Regions from separate parts of the Danio rerio genome. Here region 2 is linked to region 1. A link is a contact called in public Micro-C data. All regions are on one chromosome and are shown on one strand. The core of a region is the stretch at or near the end of the contact, and the rest is flanking DNA. Distances in the headings are between cores, read along the strand shown.

What was found. A called contact is a pair of places that touch in the nucleus more often than the background predicts.
Region 2: a Micro-C map of caudal fin shows a contact between it and region 1, with 2.3 times the contacts expected there. The contact joins the enhancer-like site here to the promoter of zbtb18 in region 1. A contact is called at or near these places in 3 of 18 Hi-C or Micro-C datasets (caudal fin and embryo).

Annotation. Positions count from the first base shown.
Region 1 is chr13:11,854,255-11,858,546 of GRCz12tu, forward strand. It overlaps zbtb18 (zinc finger and BTB domain containing 18), which reads left to right and starts at 2,328. Exons shown (of 2, transcript NM_001082952.2): 1 at 2,328-2,734.
Region 2 is chr13:11,889,282-11,893,217 of GRCz12tu, forward strand. No RefSeq gene overlaps it. Among named protein-coding and RNA genes, the nearest start is that of zbtb18, 35 kb to the left of the region's middle. Within about 2 kb of position 1,375, at least 22 of the 62 cell types and tissues checked have an H3K27ac peak or open chromatin away from gene starts, as enhancers often do. A contact at or near this core is called in caudal fin, where this site is marked.

The DNA.
Region 1 (4,292 bases), core at 1,078-3,577:
GAACAGATGGAGAGAACTCCAGTAAATATCATTTCAAACATCAGCCGTGCTTTGCTGATGGCACAGCCGTATTCAAGGGACTGTCATCTCAAAAAAAGGGAAAAAACAAACATTTGGGATCAAAAAGGCCTGTTGATTATCATACTGGAGCAGAGAGCTAACAGCAGTTATGCTAATAGTTGCAACTATAAGTGAAACACACTTTTCCCCCCTCATAAAAACAGTTTAATATAGGGGTTTGTGTGGTGAAATATATCTTTTGTTCTTAACTGAAACAAGACTAAACAATAAACACACCGACTGTGCACAAAATGAAGTCTTTTGACGATTCAAGCTAACAAACTAACTTGTTTTTATCAACACACAACCTTAGATTTAAATGAAATGCTCAGTTGCGAAAACTTAGCAATTAACGTGATTCATATTTCATTATTTTTTTCATTATGACAGTCGAGGACAACTCTTGGCCAGAACAAGGAGTAGATTGTTGAGTGACGACATGGAAAACACCAAACGCATCACATGCCTGGACTCATTTGCCACATCAGCTTAATGAGGCCATTATTTGCATTAAATTATAATGTTATTATGTCAAGATTCCAGCACCAGTAGGACAGTGGTTTGTTTTGAAATGTATTAGTAACGCCAATTAGTTTACTGGGACGCATGAGTGTGGGAGCGTGGATGATGATGATGACGGGCGGGTGCGGCGAGCAGCCAAATATGCGGAACACGTGACTTTCTGTTCACAAAGGTCCTGAGTGAACTTAGCGCATCTGTGGACCATTGCACATACTTAGCATTGCAAACGCTCACCTGTTGACGCCGCGATCCAACACATACAGTAAATATCATGTAAACACAGGAATCTCCAATGTTGATTTTTTTTTTTTTTTTACTAATCAGTTTGTTCCATTATTTATTTATTTTCATGAGTTATTTTTTGTTCTATATCTATCCTGCTTTTTTTTCTACAAAGGCCTAATTACAATAACACAATCTAATTCATTGCTTAAGAAAGATTATTGTCTTTTTCTTCTATTATTTAATCTTATCTATGCATTTATTTTTCTAGTTATTCATTCTTGTTTATTTATTTCCATTAGTTTATTACTTATGGTGCATTATTTTCTTTTCATGTTCTGCTTTTTAATATTTTTTTTTACATAGGCCTAATACAATACAATCTAACTCATTGCCTAAGGACAAATATTGTGTATTTCTTCCATTACTCATTATTATATTTATGTATTTATTTTTCTAGTTATTACTTTGTGTTTATTTATTTGTTCGTTTCTTTTATTCTTTCTTTCTTTCTTCATTTATTTATTTATCTCATCCATGAGTTCATCGCTTATGGTGCATTATTTTCCTTCTCATTCTATATCTATCTATCTATCTATCTATCTATCTATCTATCTATCTATCTATATATATATATATCCTGCTTTTTAATATTATTTTACATAGGCCTAATACAATAACACAATGTACTTCATTGCTTAAGAAAGACTATTGTCTTTTTCTTCCATCATTCGTAATCTTATCCAGTTATGTTTCTAGTTATTTATTTGTGTTTATTTATTCATTCATTCATTTTCCTTTGGCTTAGTCCTTTTATTAATCATGGGTCACCACAGCGGAATGAACCGCCAACTTATCCAACATATGTTTTACACAACGGATGCCCTTCCAGCTGCAACCCAGTACAGTGGGTTGCAGTGTTTATTTATTTATATATTTATTTGTGTTTGATTTTTTTCATCTGTAGGCCATATACGCATTATAATTTAATCTAGAACAATGTAAAATGAATAAAGATGAACAACTTCAAATTGAGTTGATGTGCTCTCTTATTTTAAAAAGCGTGTAATGCTGTTTGTCTGCGGATGAAATGGCAATAAAATTCGCATTAAATCTCGCAATTAGAGCTAGGAAACCCATTGGCAGTATTTCAGATAATAATCATTATCATTTCCAACAATAATTATTATTCCATATAATAATAATAATTGTTATTATTATTCATCCACTTGAGGACCTATTTTGTACGATAAATATTTGAAGATTATGAACACTAGGGCTTACTTTTGAAACATGTTACTTTTTATTTTATTCAATTGTAAATAATTTCGGCGCTCGGCTAATATCGTCTGTCTGTTTCTCATTTGCAATATTATTTCAAGGGGCCATATCGTTCTCCACTAGCCATGTGACTACCTCTGTGTGTGTGCGTGTGTGTCCGCGGCTCTGGAGGAAGTTGCAGTGCACCTGTTCTCCACCGCTGCTCTGCCCGTGACTACAGTACCCACGTAACATTGCGCAATGTCCCTCGATCCGCGCGCTGCGCCAGTCTGCTCGAGGAACCCGTCCGTTCGCTCGCTCGGCCTTTTTTTCTGCTTTCTCACTGTTGCCTGGTGTCAACCTACGCCGAGAAAGAGACATCCCTCCCTCTTCCCCCCTCAGCGGCAGCTTCCAATTTGCCTTCGCTTTTCTTTTCGCCTCTTCCATTGGCTTGCGCGCTGCCAGTCAAGCGCTTCCTCTTTACCGGAGAGTTGAGTAGCAACAGCTCGGAAACATCTGGCTGCCGCAGCTCTCTCGTCGCTCCGCTCGCCCGCTCCGTCTTTCCTGCCACTGCAGGTTGTTATGGAAAGCAGTTGAAAGTCAATCGAGTTGTTTTTCTCGCTGAGAGGATTAGACGGAGGAAGCAGGAAGACGTTGGACCTGGCTGCCTGTAAGTGCCTGTGATACGAGGTGCTCTTTAAGGAGATGAAAAGGGGGTTGGAGAACGGGCTGGATTGTTATGGGGAAAAGTAGCGATCTTTTTCACGCGACTGTTGTTGGTCTTGACGCGCAGAATGAGTTGCTCGAGCGCGTGGCATCGGGGCCTGCCGCAAAACTGTAACACTGCAGGTTGAAGGCTTACTTTTTATTTGTTAGCCACGCAAGCTAGCTTTTCCTGAACGTACGGGGTCAGGATCCAGAGAAAGACCGTCGGCAGTGCGCTGTGTGTGAGTGTGTTTGTGTAGGAGTAGCCTGCTATAATACCATATCCTACCCAGGTGGACTCGTACTTTGTTTTATTCTAGCGTCTTTTTGTTTGTTGTAATATGTTTTAAGTTTTAGAATGGCTAACTAGGCACCATTCGGTCTTTCTGGAGAACTTCCCAGGTTTGGAAACTATTTTGCTTTGACGTGTCATTGTACAAAACAAGTTTCTTTGCAAAGTTATATCTTTATGTTAACCAATTTCTTTGTAAATCTGTAAAGTGTTGTTTATTATTATAACTAAGCAGTGATGGTGGTTTTCCTGAAATAAAAAAAGCTCCTGTTAATTGTTTAAAATCCCCTGAGAGCAAGTGTAATGCACGTGACAGATGCAGTGAACTCTTCAGTTTTGTATTATTTGTGCATATCAGTGAGTTGTTTGTATTCATGAGTGTGACATCCTTCAGAAGAGACCTTCACATTGTCGTTGCATATCTTTGTTTTGCTGATTTTTGTGGTAAACAGGAAACTGTTGTTTGGCTCGTACCAAAGAAGTTGAACAGAAATGAGCAAGATACTTGGGAAGAAAGGAGTTTTGTAAGTGCTTAAGCGGAATACAGTGGCTTTTGTTTGAACCGTACTTATAAGGCCCGTATGATTGTTCCCATTGTTTCTTATTTCTTTTTTCCCCCTCCTCTGTCAGTTGTCCAAAGGGTTAGTAAAATGAATGACGGTAATGGCGCGGCCAGTGAACCATAAAGAAGTCGAAAACAATATCAGCTGCGTGGATCTGTCAGTTGCAAATGTGCTGTGCTGGCCTTTGTTTATGGTTACTGGAAGGAGAGGGGGGAAGAAAAAAAAACTTGAGGGTATTTAAATTCTCAGTGCAGGAAACTAGGTTAGAAAAAAGTGTCGGCTTTCAGACGGACCCATTTCCAAGTTCTTCTTTGCTGAGAGATTACAACCGAAGGGGGGAATTGGCTAGTTTTCTACAGAATCACCTCACAACACTTCCCTTCCTCCCGTTTTTTTAAAGGGGGAAAGAGAAACAAAGTTGTATAAAGGAGAGGCTGGTGGCAAGAGTGTAGAGGAGTAGCATATGGCACTAAAAGGAGCACAGCTGGAGGTAGCATTTCCATCTGAACATGATGTCAGAGCAGCTGACAGGCTGCCATCCCCCAGTCTTTTCTTCTAACGCACAGACTGGGAGTTAGTGTGTGTGCGGATCTGTGTGCAGGAGGAGGCATCGCATTCCCCTCCAACATCTCCTCCACTTTGCATCTGTCCCTCACAGTTTGATTTTC
Region 2 (3,936 bases), core at 125-2,624, 34 kb after region 1:
CAGTTTATTCATAAGGATAGTGCCTATTTAAAATATTTATAATTTCAGAGATACTCAACATGGTGACAGAGACCGCAAAATAAGCCAAAATAAGCAAAATAAGATGCAATACATATATGAAGAGTTCAGATGCAAAAACCTCTAAATGCCATCTGAAATGTTCTTCTAAAATGAGCATTTTTAACAGGCTCCTATGTGTAGGTTCAGTAATTTTACTTTTATGGCAAAAAATAAGGAGGCTGAGAAAAATTTTCATTTTCGACTGAAATTTCAGATGGCACTTAACCATATATATATATACATATATATCTGTTGTAAATATCCAAATTCTTAAAAACAAGCAAAACATTTTAAATAGATAATACTTAAACGCAAAGTAATATAATAATACTTTCCTTATAAAAATCATTAAGTATTATAAACAAAAAATTATATCCTACATATCCTAATATACAGATATCAATATATAAAACTATAAACTTGTGCTAAATCAATTGATAAATTTTTTATAAGCAACAAGATGCAAATAATTTTCTTTGAAAAATATATAAAAGTATATACAATAAATATTCAATTAATAAAAAACGATACATAAATACATTTATAATTTAAAATCTTTATTTTGATAAATCCATTGTTCATTCAATTATTTTCTTTTCAGCTTAGTCCCTTTACTAATCAGGGGTCGCCACAGCGGAATGAACCGCCAACTCGTCCAGCATATGTTTACCCAGCGTATGCCCTTCCAGCTGAAACCCAACACTGGGAAATAAGTACATTTTTCAAAAAGAAAATACAAGACTTTTACACATTGTAGTGACTTTTTTTTTTTTTTGCGTGTGACATGTGATGACCCACACCTGTGTGAACTGACTTCATACAACCACTAAATCCCTTATTAAACCAGCAGGTAAAGGTTAAAAGAAGCTCAATTATCATTTGTTTGCAGACTAATAACATTTTGAAGGGCCACTCCTGATTCCAAAAGTGTCTCCAAACACACACAGTTTCAGGGGCCAATGAATATCAATCGCCAAACATCTGAATGTCACCTAAAGACTTCACACTCGTCCAGACTTCCAGCTGATCCGGCAGGTTTATGTGTTTGTACAGGCTATACCTCTTTCTTTCTCTCTCTTCCTCTCTCTCTCTTTCTCTCTCTCTCTCTCTCTCTGTGTCGGCCAGTCCGTGTTGTTCTCGCCCTACTACTGCACTACAAGCCTTGCCCAAACAGGGCAATCCCTCCTGGGCAAATATTTAAAGTCAAAACAGCTCTGGCTCCATAAAGCTAGTTGGGTGGTGTGTCTACATCTGTCGGTTGGGGGAGGAGTGTGTGTGTGTGCGTGAGTGTGTGGATGAGCGCAGCAGCTGCCGAAACGAGTCTGGACGCTGCTGACGCCAACACCTGTCCGCTCTGGAGACAAGCTGAAGCAAATGTCCAGCACAGACGCCACTGAGAGCAGAGCATCCGCTGAAACTGCTGCCTTCTCCAGCATGAGCACCAGCACTTCAGCAATACACACTATTTAAAGGGATAGTTCACTCAAAACTCATCATTTACTCACCCTTTACTTGTTCCAAACCGGTTTGACTCTCTTTCTTCTGTTGAACACAAAAGAAGATAAGAAAAGAAGAAAGTTGGAAACCGGTAACCATTGACTTCCAGAGTATTTGTTTTGCCTACTATTGAAGTCGATGGTTACCAGTTTTCAACTTTCTTCAAAATATTTTCTTTTGTGTTCAAAAGAATGAAGAAACTCAAACTGGTATGGAACTAAATAATGGTAGAATTCATATTTTTGGTGTGAACTATCTCTTTAAGATGTATGATTTCCAAAAATATGGAGCGGCTCAGTGGTTTTCAACATGAATCAGCATATTATAAAATATTAAGCAGCACTACTTTTTTTAAAAAAGTTGATAAACATAAATTGATAAAAGATCAATGAATTTACATATTAGGAACATTGTAAGCAGCACAACTGCTTTCAACTTTTATAAAAAAAGGCATGATATTAGCATATTATAAAACTATTGAACTTTTTTCACTCAAAATTGCTAACCAAGCACCGAATCCATGTATTAGAAAAATATAGAGCTTATAGAGAAGTCTTTTTAACTTTTGTAAAAGTAATAAACGACACAGTATGTTACAAGCGGCGGTTCAGTGGCTTGCACTGTCTCCTCAAAGCAAGAAGGTCGTTGGTTCAATAATTGTGTTGATTCAGCTCATTATAATTAAGTAGTTAGAACAAACAGCTAAATATTCTTGTTTACCTCTTATTAGTCGTAGTTAATGTTAACATAATATTATTAGAAAAAAGAATATTAAATTTTATGTTAACGCTTTTTAATAATACACACTATGAATCAATTATTAGGCATTAGTACATAGTTAATTCATTATTTGTTAAGTATTAACTAATAGATGTTAGTAAGCAGTTTACAAATACAGATTACAAATGCTGCATCCTTGACTTATAAGCACATTTATAATGCGTTTAATAATTGTGTTTTCATACTTTATTACTTATTAATTGTTTATTACTAAATTTAGTATTACATTATTTACAAACCATTTTTATTTAAGAGTAGTTTGGGAAGAGGGGGGTTAAGATTATTCAGAATGTGAATGTTATTCAGAATGGTTACTGTCAATAAATGCTTTATTAACTCAACTTCATGCAGTTGTGTGACCTGATTTAAAGTGAAGAGTATTTTTGCTTTATAAATCCTTTATAAACAAGGTTCATACACATTTTTACTACTAAAATTCCATGACTTTTCCATGATTTTTCCAAGACTTTCAAGTAAATGCAATGTCTACATATGCGAGGTAAAAGAAAAACAATGCATGTTCAAATTTATTAAAGCATATCGTCTCCTCCTGTCTCCTCAAAGCAAGAAGGTTGTTGGTTCGAGTCCCGACTAGGTCAGTTGGCATTATATCCTCCTGGGAACCCGCTCACTGACTTGTGCCCTCTGTAGTGAACATTGTGTTTTCATGAATTTTCTTTGATTGTTTTGAGATACTCTGTCAAGCCCTGTTGTACTTTTCCGAGGACATCCTGGGCTGTCTAGTGATATGTCAATTGATTGGCTGGCGTGCTAGGATCCCCTTCTTGCTAGGAGAGAGGCATGTAAAATTGAGCTTTTTAAATGTTTTTTACTATTATTATTACATATATATTTGTTTATTAAAGTGTCAGGAACATTACATTTAGCTTTCAAAGCTGTTAACTAGTTTGTGTTTTAAAATATTCTCCTTTTTTAATGTCCACTATAGTGGACACCAGGACCATCCTAATATATTTAATGACTGCATGTTGTAGAGGGAAGAACTGAAGCAGAGTGGATTCTTTAGGAGATAGTTGAGGGAGACTCTGATTTAGAGTCTGACAATCAGACAATTGGAGAATTAGAGACAATTGGAGAATGACCATCTGTTTTAAATCACTTTTATGTTAAATTTGTTTGGATTAAAATCACTTCCTTTGTTTTTTTTATTTATTTTTTTTTAGTTTGGCTCTTTTTCAGACTAAACTGTTTTAGGAATTTCAATACAAAAGTTAAAAATGGCTTTTGTTTGGTTTTTGTTTCATTAATATTGGATTAATATTCCTTTACAGCCATATCCTGTACAGTTTTGTTGTCTGAGTGGTGGTCATTTTGAACTAAAATGGTCCACTACAGTGGACATGCTGTAAAATAAAAAAATAAAAACAAAATATAAAAACTCTAAATTGTAGAATATTGTTTTACCCTAAAGGATGAAGGAAATCAAAGAAAAAAGAAAAAAAGAAAGATTTTTTTTTCTTTTGGTGTGAGGAGGCTATGTGGAGTTTGCATGTTCTCCCCATGTTTGCATTGGTTTCTTGTGCGTGCTTCGCTTTCCCCCCAGTCCAAAGACATGCACTATAGGTGAATTGAATAAAC